Linked DNA regions of Zea mays: region 1 is linked to region 2. A link is a contact called in public Hi-C data. All regions are on one chromosome and are shown on one strand. Each heading gives the region's core, a stretch centred on a gene start, on an enhancer-like site or on the middle of the called end of the contact. The rest is flanking DNA. Distances are from core to core; before and after follow the strand shown.

Region 1 (4,441 bases), core at 1,402-3,901, 140 kb after region 2:
CTTGATCAAGGGCATAAAACACATGTATGCTATAAATCAATCTAAGTTACGTGAATCTAAGATATTTAGCTCACTACGCAGCCTACAAAAGGTTTTCTCATCTAAAGGCTTGGTAAAGATATCGGCTAGCTGGTTCTCGGTGCTAATATAGAACACTTCGATATCTCCCTTTTGCTGGTGGTCTCTCAAAAAGTGATGCCGGATGTCTATGTGCTTAGTGCGGCTGTGTTCAACAGGATTATCCGCCATGCGGATTGCACTCTCATTGTCACATAGGAGTGAGACTTTGCTCAGATTGTAGCCAAAGTCCTGGAGATGGCACCTGTTACAAAAGTTAAATCAAAAGGTTAGCCAATTCAACTTAAAGCAACAACATCCCATGGATGTTGGTCTCATGATGATATTTTAGTAGTCTTGAAAATAGAGATGCCACACAACTGATGAATGTTGAAATTAAGTTTTGCTTCAAAATTTCCCATAGATGACATAATTGCATACTTGAAATTAAGATAGTAGAAGTAATATTCTCTACCAACTTCTACAGTCGTCCAAGCACCTTACCACATATCATCGAAACTTTGAAATGCATAGCTTAGAAGTTATTGTTTTTTTCAAAAAATATGTGTAATACCATGTAGTTTTGTGGCTGAATTACTAAGTAACTTACCATAACATGGAGTTACTGAATTGCTTAGTCGGTAACTAGCATTTATAGCTCTTGTTTTGTAATACAACAATCTCAAATACAATTTCCCTTGCAGAAACATTTTAGTTGAGCAATCTGCAGGAAATATGATATTTTCATTCATCCAAGATGAAGTTGTTCATAAGGTGGTAGAGTTTATGGATACATATTCTTTAAGCCAGGAAGACTTCAACACGATTGTGGAAGTATCCAAATTTAAGGGTAGCAATATCGTAGAATCAGTTTGGTTTTGCAGTCTAATATTGTGTTCACTTGAGCATTCTTGATTGGTCACATTATTTTTGCATTTATGTTTGCGTTGAGAATTTTTTATTTTGGCATGGTCCATTGTGTCAACAACTATTATTATTCTTAAATTTCTTGAGTAGTATGTTTATTAGGAGTAACCTATTGAACACTTCAGCTATGATGTTCAATCCTGTGCAATTTGCTTGCATTGTCGCCACGTCATGTCAACTGTAAAATGTGTAATCATGTCATTTATGTATGGATATTGGATACAAAACTAGACTTTAAAATACAACAAATATGTTACATGACTTGTAGATAAATGCATTGTCCCTGGCGAGTAAACTTGTTTTTCATAGTTTACCTTTGTCTTCGTTCCCTGTCATTGGAGGGTCGCAATTTGTCTACTAATCCTTAAGACGATAGTGTAGACTTGGGACAACCATGCCCCCGCCTCCATCCCCACCGTCCGATTGTGATGCCATCCTAGCTCGCGCCTAGCGTCGGATCCGCCCCCACATGCCTCATCTGCCATCCATCCTCGCGCCCCCGCATGCCTCGCTCCCGCTCCCGCCATGCGCACGGCCGCCTCCAGCCAACAACCATGTGGGATCCTCGCTCGCGCATAGCGGCCAACATCCATGTGCGCCGCCTACGACAACGTCGGATCCGGCCTTCCTATGTACCTGCTCGCCACGGAGATCATCGGCTACGGTGGCCATGACTTCGCCTTCGCTCCCTACGGGGCCTACTGGAGGGCGCTGCAAGTTGTGCACGCTGGAGCTCCTCAGCGCGCGCAAGGTGAGGCAGCTCGCGCCCATCGGGGACAGCGAGACTATGTCCCTCGTCAAGGAGATCCGCCGCCGTTCCTGCTCCCGCGGACGACGACGACGACCTCGACTCGGTGCCGGCAGAGATGTTCTGCCTGTGGTCTCCCGGGTGGTCGGTCGTAGCCGTAGCAGCGTCCTCCCAGGCGCGGTGCAAGAAGAGTGGCTCCACGGGGTCTGTGCTCCGGTGGCGGCCCCGGCTCGCCGTCGGGCGCAGCCAGAGCGACGGCAAAAGTTCGTCTTCCTGAGCGCCTCCTCCGACGGGTTCGGGCACCGGAGCCAGAAGGGGCGAGGCAGCGCCGTGGACGTGGAGGGTGGTGTCCGAGCTCATGAGGAACCCGGAAGCCATGGCCAAGGCCCAAGCAGAGGTTCGACGAGTACTCGACAGCAAGAACCCAGGCGACCACGAGTAACTCCTGGGCTGCCTGAGCTACACCGGCATGGTGATCAAGGAGACAATAAGCATTATATATTTACTCTTTAAAAATTATTTGTGCGATTCCATTTCAATCTATTTAGGTAGACATATTTATATCGTTCTGTATCTATGTTTAATCACATATTTTGCCGTTACTATTGTACTCACGCCGTCACCAGGTCCTAAGTGCATTGGAGGGTCGCAATTTGTGTTCCGTGACATCGCACAGATACATTCCTAATTTAAAAAATAACTTCTCAAAAAGCGTGAACAACCCGGGGAGTAGATGGAGTGGCACGAGGGAGCGCAACCAAATCCAGCCCACGTCGTGGCCTCGTCTGGCCCACTCACACTTCCAAATGGGGCCCATCAACCTCCATGAGATCTGTCTGCCAGGTAGGACCCGCCGGAACGGATCCCCTGCTTCTTCTACCGAAAATCCGAAATCGGCGCCGGTGACCTTCCCGTGGCCCTTGTACAAAACTGACCCCCGTCGGAGCACCGCCATCGGATGCGACGGAGACGGCGTCAATGGCGTCCTCATCTGCTGTCGAGCCCAGTTTCCGCCTCTCTGATCGAGGTACGCTGGTTACGCCTGATTTTGTTTGTGTGTTGAAAATTCAGCAATTATTAGGCTCGATTTGGTGCTTCATTGTGTCCATGGGGTTTCTTGACCTGGGCCTCTGGGGCTTCTTCATAGAGAGGAGGTCATCGCTGGGACTCAGATTCACGGTGCTCCTGATGCACGTCATGTTCGTTGGCGCTGTCTTCATCCTCGATCCGACTCTCGACTGGCGAATCCACGAGGAGCCGTGGTACGATTATCTCTCTTGTTTTTTGAATTTGTTCTAGATTAGGCCGCGTGCCTCTACTTGATGCAGAGAAGCGTGTTATAGACCTTTCTTCTAACCCTTAGGCCCTTAGTGAGCTCTAGGTTGCCTGCTATCGAGTATGTTTTTAGCTGTCTTACTAGTTACTACACACAAGTGTTTTAGTATATTCTAAGCTTGCCAGATTTGCCTGTGGAAGAGCTTTTTGGGCTGCTTGTGTAAGCAATTGTTTCTGCATCTAATTGTTGATATAACTGAATGGTTCAATTCATGGAAATCTGGATTGATAGGACATGGCATTCTGAGATCACTTTTATCAAATAGTTACACATTGTCTTAGTCCTCGTGCAAGTGTTCATATTGTCAAAGTGTCTTCTAAAATTTTCTGAATTATAGTCGTGTAATACTAGTACTACTAGTTTTCCATTTTATCCACTATGTGCCATGTCGTGCTCCTTTTCATGTCGGCAAGTTGTGTTCTGACTTCTGAATTTTGACAAAATATTATATTTTTCTGTTCTTATCTAGAGCAAGGGTTTATATATTGTTTAACCTTACAGATCACTTTTTGTTCCAGGTATATAGGGTTGTATGGAGTGCTGGTTCTGCTCACGCTAGTGCAATACTTCTACACAGCTGGCTCATCTCCAGGGTAATTGCTATTTTCGTTTCTGACTTTGTCCTCATCGTTCACTAATGGAATAATATGCTGTGTATGGAAAGAAAGGAACTGTCTGATTCTGTTTTGTGTACTTCTGCGTTATCAGGTATGTTATTGATGTAATGAGAGCTGGTTCCATGATGCATGCAACCTTCGTCAACACTGCTGCTCTTTCAAAGTAATGTCTTTAGAACCCTAGCTTTGCACCCGGTAATTGGATCTCTCTACCGTCAGGAAAACATATCAGATGCATTCATTGATATTTATGCTTTCTTTTCCCTTTGTTTTGATGATTAAGAAAAGGCAGTCAAATTCAAGAAATGGAAACACAAATTCTCCAACGAGTCATGCTCAACTACAGAAACTTAGCGCGATGACTCCTACATCATGGGCACAGATGGTTGTGGATCTTTATCCTCCAGGGTCAAACAGCAGGTATAGCTTTGACTATTGAGAAATTTTTATTTGAGGCAACAATATCCTTAGAAGCGGCACTGTATTTTTTAATGGTATTTTCGTTTTGGCATTCTTGTATATGCCACACAGTAATTTGTTCAATACCCATCATTGTCTTCTAGGGATTGGACTTGCACTCACTGCAGGGTTGTTCAGGTATTCTTTTCTCCTCAAGCATTAAATGTTCTCTAACTTAAGCAAGTGGGTATTAATCATATTTGTTAAGGCGTCCCCAAGGCGACGCTTAAGCATCGCCTAGGCGGTAAGGCGTCCTGCTCGCCTTACGCCCGCACCTAAGGCGAGTGGGAGAGGCCA
Region 2 (5,052 bases), core at 1,747-4,246:
ATTATTAATGTGTTTCTATTTATTTTACTTATATAAACAACAACAAATTACAAATGTACCTTCAGCTAGAAGGAAAGTAAGGGCACAAGCGTGATGCTAATGCCAAGTCAGCGTGTCCAGTACAGGGGTACTGTTCACCTATTTATAGGCACAGGACGCAGCCCATGTAAAATTACATTAATGCCCTTTGCTTTTATCAATAACTCTATAGTAATTCTTCGAGGTCTAATTTGGCTTTTCATCTTTAAGTCGGTTCCCCTTTTCTGCTATCATGTCGAAGCTTTTCTGCACATAGCTTCGTGATCGTTTCATCCTTCGTCATGATCGTCTTCCATTTCAGTCAAGCTTCGTCTTGACCATGGTCTTGTATACCCGCAACCTGATTCCGAAGATACCTGCTCGCATACTTGGAAAACATTGTCAAGTTATGTTTTTGAGGACCTTCGGAAAACCGAAGGCCCCCAACAGCGTCCATTTTAGAGTGTCGGCTTATTTCAGTAAAAGTGTGGGTTTTTGGCCGACACTCCATGCCTTGTTTCTTGTAGTGATCATTTGGACCGTCTAGTCTAATATTATGTCATCCTAGAACAAGGTGCAAACTCTGTTTGGGGTGGACAATATTTTGTTGTTGTATGACCCGATGCAAAACCGCACAAGCTCAACATGTGTGTCAGGGTGAAGGTTCAAGTTAGGCCCTAACTAGAGATATCCAAACAAGCGTCGTGCCCCGGTCCGACCCGAGCTCGTAGAAGCACGGTCCGCATAAGCATGGCACGATTAGGCCAAATTGCTACCCATGTTGGGTCGGGCTGCCGATGTCTAAAACCCCTGAACGAGTATGGCATGGGACGGGCCCAACCGTACCGGGCCAGCCTGGCTTGAGAATGAATATTGTGCCAGCCCGAGCCTGTCGACGCATAAACCGAGCTCGGAATTAGATTACAATAAAAATAAAACACATTCACAAATCACAATTGAAGGATATAACTGACCACAATTACACATATCATAAATAATACACATGTCACAAATAAAGGATAGAGCTATTCGTGCAATGGTTGCCTTATTAAACGAACCGAGTCTATAGCCTGTTTAGGAACAAGTCGTGCCCGGGCCAGTCCAACGGGCTGAAACCCTAAACGATCACGACACGCCCTTCGTGCCGAGCTAGGCACATGCCCGCGTAGAGCCATGTTGGGTCATGCTAGGATCGGGCCTAAATAGGCTTCATATCGAGCTTGCGGGCCACATGTTTGTTGGCCATGTATAGCCCTAAATGTTCCACATGCCTCTAGCATGCCTTTAAATTCGAAGCAAAGCAAGTTGTCGCAAAGAAGAAGTGTGTGAAGAGGGTTGTGATGGGAGCCCCTTCCTAGGGACCTCTTCAATCCTCTAACGGACATGCTCCCATGCTTCCATCTTTGGAAGATTTTCTATCATGCATAATCCACCACAGGCTTCATCCATCTTTAGAGCTGGTTCGGTGTAAGGGAATTAAGGGGAACTGAGGAAAATTACTTTATTTCTACTTTAACCTTTTCAATGTATCTCAAATTCTCAATTCACTCGTCACCAAGCTAGCACTTAAAGATCTTTAGAAGAAAGCAAAGCATTTATTAATACATAACAATGTCCAGGTAGCCCAGCTGAATTACAATACGCAACTGCTCATAATAATTCAACAAACCCAAGTAGTACACAACATCCAGAAGCAAATAAAGCCCATACGTACCAAAGCCTACACAAGCAGCAACACTCACTGCCAGTGCCGGTGGGTCTTTAAAGCACACGGACCTTGACCACGCGATCCACCTTGAAACAAACTTGGTAAAATTAAAGCAAACCAGAAGCACACACACGCCAACGCAACGCTTCTGATCGCGCGCCCAAGGCCCGGCCGGCCAGAACGTACGACGGACACGCACACGCTGCGACCTTAGGAGCTGGTCTTGTGCTCGCCGGCGGCGTCCTTGCGGTCTTCTTCACCCGAGCTCTTGTGGTAGCCGGGTATCTTGTCCATGATCTTGCCCAGCAAGCCCTTCTTGCCATCCGGGCTGCTGACGTCGACCTCGGCGTGGGGCGCCGGCGGCGGTGGCGCGTGGACGGCCGGCGCGGCGGCGGCGGCAGCAGCGTCTTCCGGCTTCTTGTGGCCACCGGGTAGCTTCTCCTTGATCTTGTCCAGCAGGCCTTTCTTCTCCTCCTCCGGTGCCTGTGGTGGGGTCTGAGTCTTCGTGTCGTCGTCCTCGATCTTGTGGACGACGACGGGGTGGTGCGTCTCCACGTGCGGGGGAGGCGCCGGCGCCGGGAAGTGCGGCTTGTGCTCTCCCTCCTGGTGGTGAGCATGCGTGTCCACCGCCACGGGCGGTGCGGGCGCCGGGGCAGGTACGCCCGGCTGGTGGTGGTCGCCCTCATCGTGGGCCTTGTGGGCCGCCAGCTTCTCCTTGACCTTCTCCTTAAGGCCCTTCTTCTTCCTCTTGACAATTTCGCCGTTCTCATCGATCACCTCCTCTTCCTCGTCGTCGCTCGACTGCATGCGCGCAGGCACCACGATCGCAGTGAGAAGCCGGTTTATTAGCTTACTGATCCGAAGGCGGAGTCAATTAAACTAGCTAGCAGCAGATCATGTTTTACGACGAACTCACCGAGCTGGAACTGGAGCTGGTGCGGTGCAGCTTGGCGAGAAGGCTGTCCTTCTTCTCGGCGGCCTCGTGTCCCTCCTCCTTGTGGTCGGGCTCAGCCACCGTGACCTTCTCCATGCCGGTCGCGAGCTCCTCCTCCTCCTGCTGGTTCTTCTTCTCCTGGTCGTCGTGCTTGTTCCTGCCGAGAAGGCTGTCCAGGAGTCCCCTGTCCTTCACCTCGTTCTCCTGGTCCTGGGCCTGCTCACCGCCCTGGTGCTGCTGGGTGTTCCTCTCATCCTCCATGATCGGCGAAAAACGTACAGTACAGATGGCTTTCCAACTAAACAGACCAGCTCAGTGTCTTGGGCTTTCGGATGGTGGAGGTGGCTAGGCCGGAGGCGTCCTTATATAGAGCAAGCTAAAGGAAAGGAACCGAAAGGTGTACGCAGTGTAACGTTCCAGCCGCGTTGATGCGTGCGACGCGTAGGCTACGCGACGCGAAGGACAGACAGATCAGCCCGCGGCCGACGGGGACATGGCCTGGTGGCGGGCGGGTGGGCAGGGCCACGGCCAGTAGCGCCACGACGCGTGTCGCGCCCCTCGCGTGGGGCGGCCTGGTTCCGACGTGGCTGGTGCCTCGAGGTTCGGTACTGCTGCTGCTGTGGACGGCGTCGGGACGGGAGAGGTCGGCGACGCGCGCGGGCGAGAAAGCGTGGACGGCCCGATGTCGGTCCCCTTAACTCTCTCACCTGCTCCGCTGCCCGCGCGACGCTTGTCTTCCGTTCATCAGTTTTCTACTCGTAAGTTTCATTCAAGTACTTTGGTTGAAGACGTAAGCGTTTTTTTGTTGTTGTTGGCTTTGGACTCGTCGGGCTCGCTTCAGTTTCGAATGTCAGTTTCACTTTCAACTGGACAACCCAACAATCAAGCGTTAGCGTCGTCAGTTTCACTTTCAGCTTGACGGTACCCCTCCTTTTTTACAGGAGAGATGTGTCTACTGCCTCCGTTTCGAATGAACTGTTGTTTTAGATCGATCTTCCAATTGCTCGTTCAGAAACAGTACAAATGTTACTAATAATGTCAGGTTCTGTTAAATCTAAGGAAGTTTAGTCGAATGAACTTGTCGTTGTTGAAGTTTGCAAGTTGCCTACGCGACGCGGCCGGGGCACGAGAGTGATTATTGCATTCCGCCACTCCACGTACGGGGGTTGGATGACTCGGACGACGGGAGAGGCCTAGAGGCTTCGACGTTGACATGTGGGTCTGGACGCTAGCTCTGCGGGACCCGCTGATCCGTCGCTGGGCGGCTGAACCTAGCCATATCCGGTGGGGGTGTGAGGGGGGATTTGGCCCGACAATAGCCAGATTACGATATAAGGAATGCCAATCAAATCAATTGATCAATACTATACGATAAAAAATATTTTTTATAAATTATCTTAATTCATGAGTCTATTTTCTAGCTAATTGATATATTATCTTAATTCATGAGTCTATTTTCTAGCTAATTTATAAGTTTAAGCACTCGTTATGGAATAAGAAATCTATATCTTTATAAATTATCTTAATTCATGAGTCTATTTTCTAGCTAATTGATGTATTGAATTAAAAGTTGTGACGCAAGAACAATACCAAAATAATAAAGACGACATAACGATGAATATCCGAATAATGAGATTTAACTTTTATAGAACGACTCTAGTATTTATAAGGCAGCTAACAAATTTTTGAGAGAAATAAAAAATCTAACTAGCCTCGAGGATCCATGAAACTTCGTCAACCTACGTCGGTACATGTCAAATTTGTCGTGTACACACCAGCTATCAGGTGATAACTTTAGTTGAAATCTGTAGAATTTATCATCCACAAGATCTAATGTAGTATGTATATAAGTTATTGGCGGTCATTCTGCCGATTCGCGTGATCACCTTATTTGGACTTTGGTTGTGGGGCTAAGGCAGATGCAAGTCAAGTGGCTAGTGGCAGTCGACTAGTTGCCTAGTCAGACGATAGGATGAATCATAAAGAGGTAAGGTCCATATATCAGCGTCTACAAGCGAATTAGGTTTGACATTTCATGCATCGATTGGTCATTCAACGAATATTTTATCTTATATTCTTTGTCTCGCTTATACTTTGGTTGTCATACTACAACAGAGTTATGGATAGATCATGTATTACCAACCACTTTATTAAACCATTAATTAATTGTGGTGCACAAAATTTAAAGTATATATATTTAGATATACAAAATTTAGACTCTATATATATAATTCTTTGTCGGTGTCTCAGCCTTGGGTGTGGCCCTGGCTGCTCCGCCCCGACAACTGTGTATGTCCCTAAATAACCGTATAATAAATATATATATTATAAATCTAATTGAACCTATCAGAATTTGATCCACAAGCATAGTATACCAACAGTTATTAGGTGG

What was found. Hi-C and Micro-C count contacts between places; a contact is called where the count stands out from the background.
Region 1: a Hi-C map of ear shows a contact between it and region 2, with 5 times the contacts expected there. The contact joins the promoter of LOC100193021 here to the promoter of LOC542251 in region 2. A contact is called at or near these places in 7 of 25 Hi-C or Micro-C datasets (ear, endosperm, leaf and 2 more).

Annotation. Positions count from the first base shown.
Region 1 is chr4:159,819,672-159,824,112 of Zm-B73-REFERENCE-NAM-5.0, forward strand. LOC100193021 (Protein S-acyltransferase 10) reads left to right here and starts at 2,652. Exons shown (of 11, transcript NM_001138189.1): 1 at 2,652-2,759; 2 at 2,880-2,994; 3 at 3,587-3,661; 4 at 3,777-3,848; 5 at 3,974-4,105; 6 at 4,249-4,282. The coding sequence starts at 2,711.
Region 2 is chr4:159,675,863-159,680,914 of Zm-B73-REFERENCE-NAM-5.0, forward strand. LOC542251 (dehydrin) reads right to left here and starts at 2,997. Exons shown (of 2, transcript NM_001111857.2): 1 at 2,643-2,997; 2 at 1,580-2,527. The coding sequence starts at 2,921. The coding sequence ends at 1,937.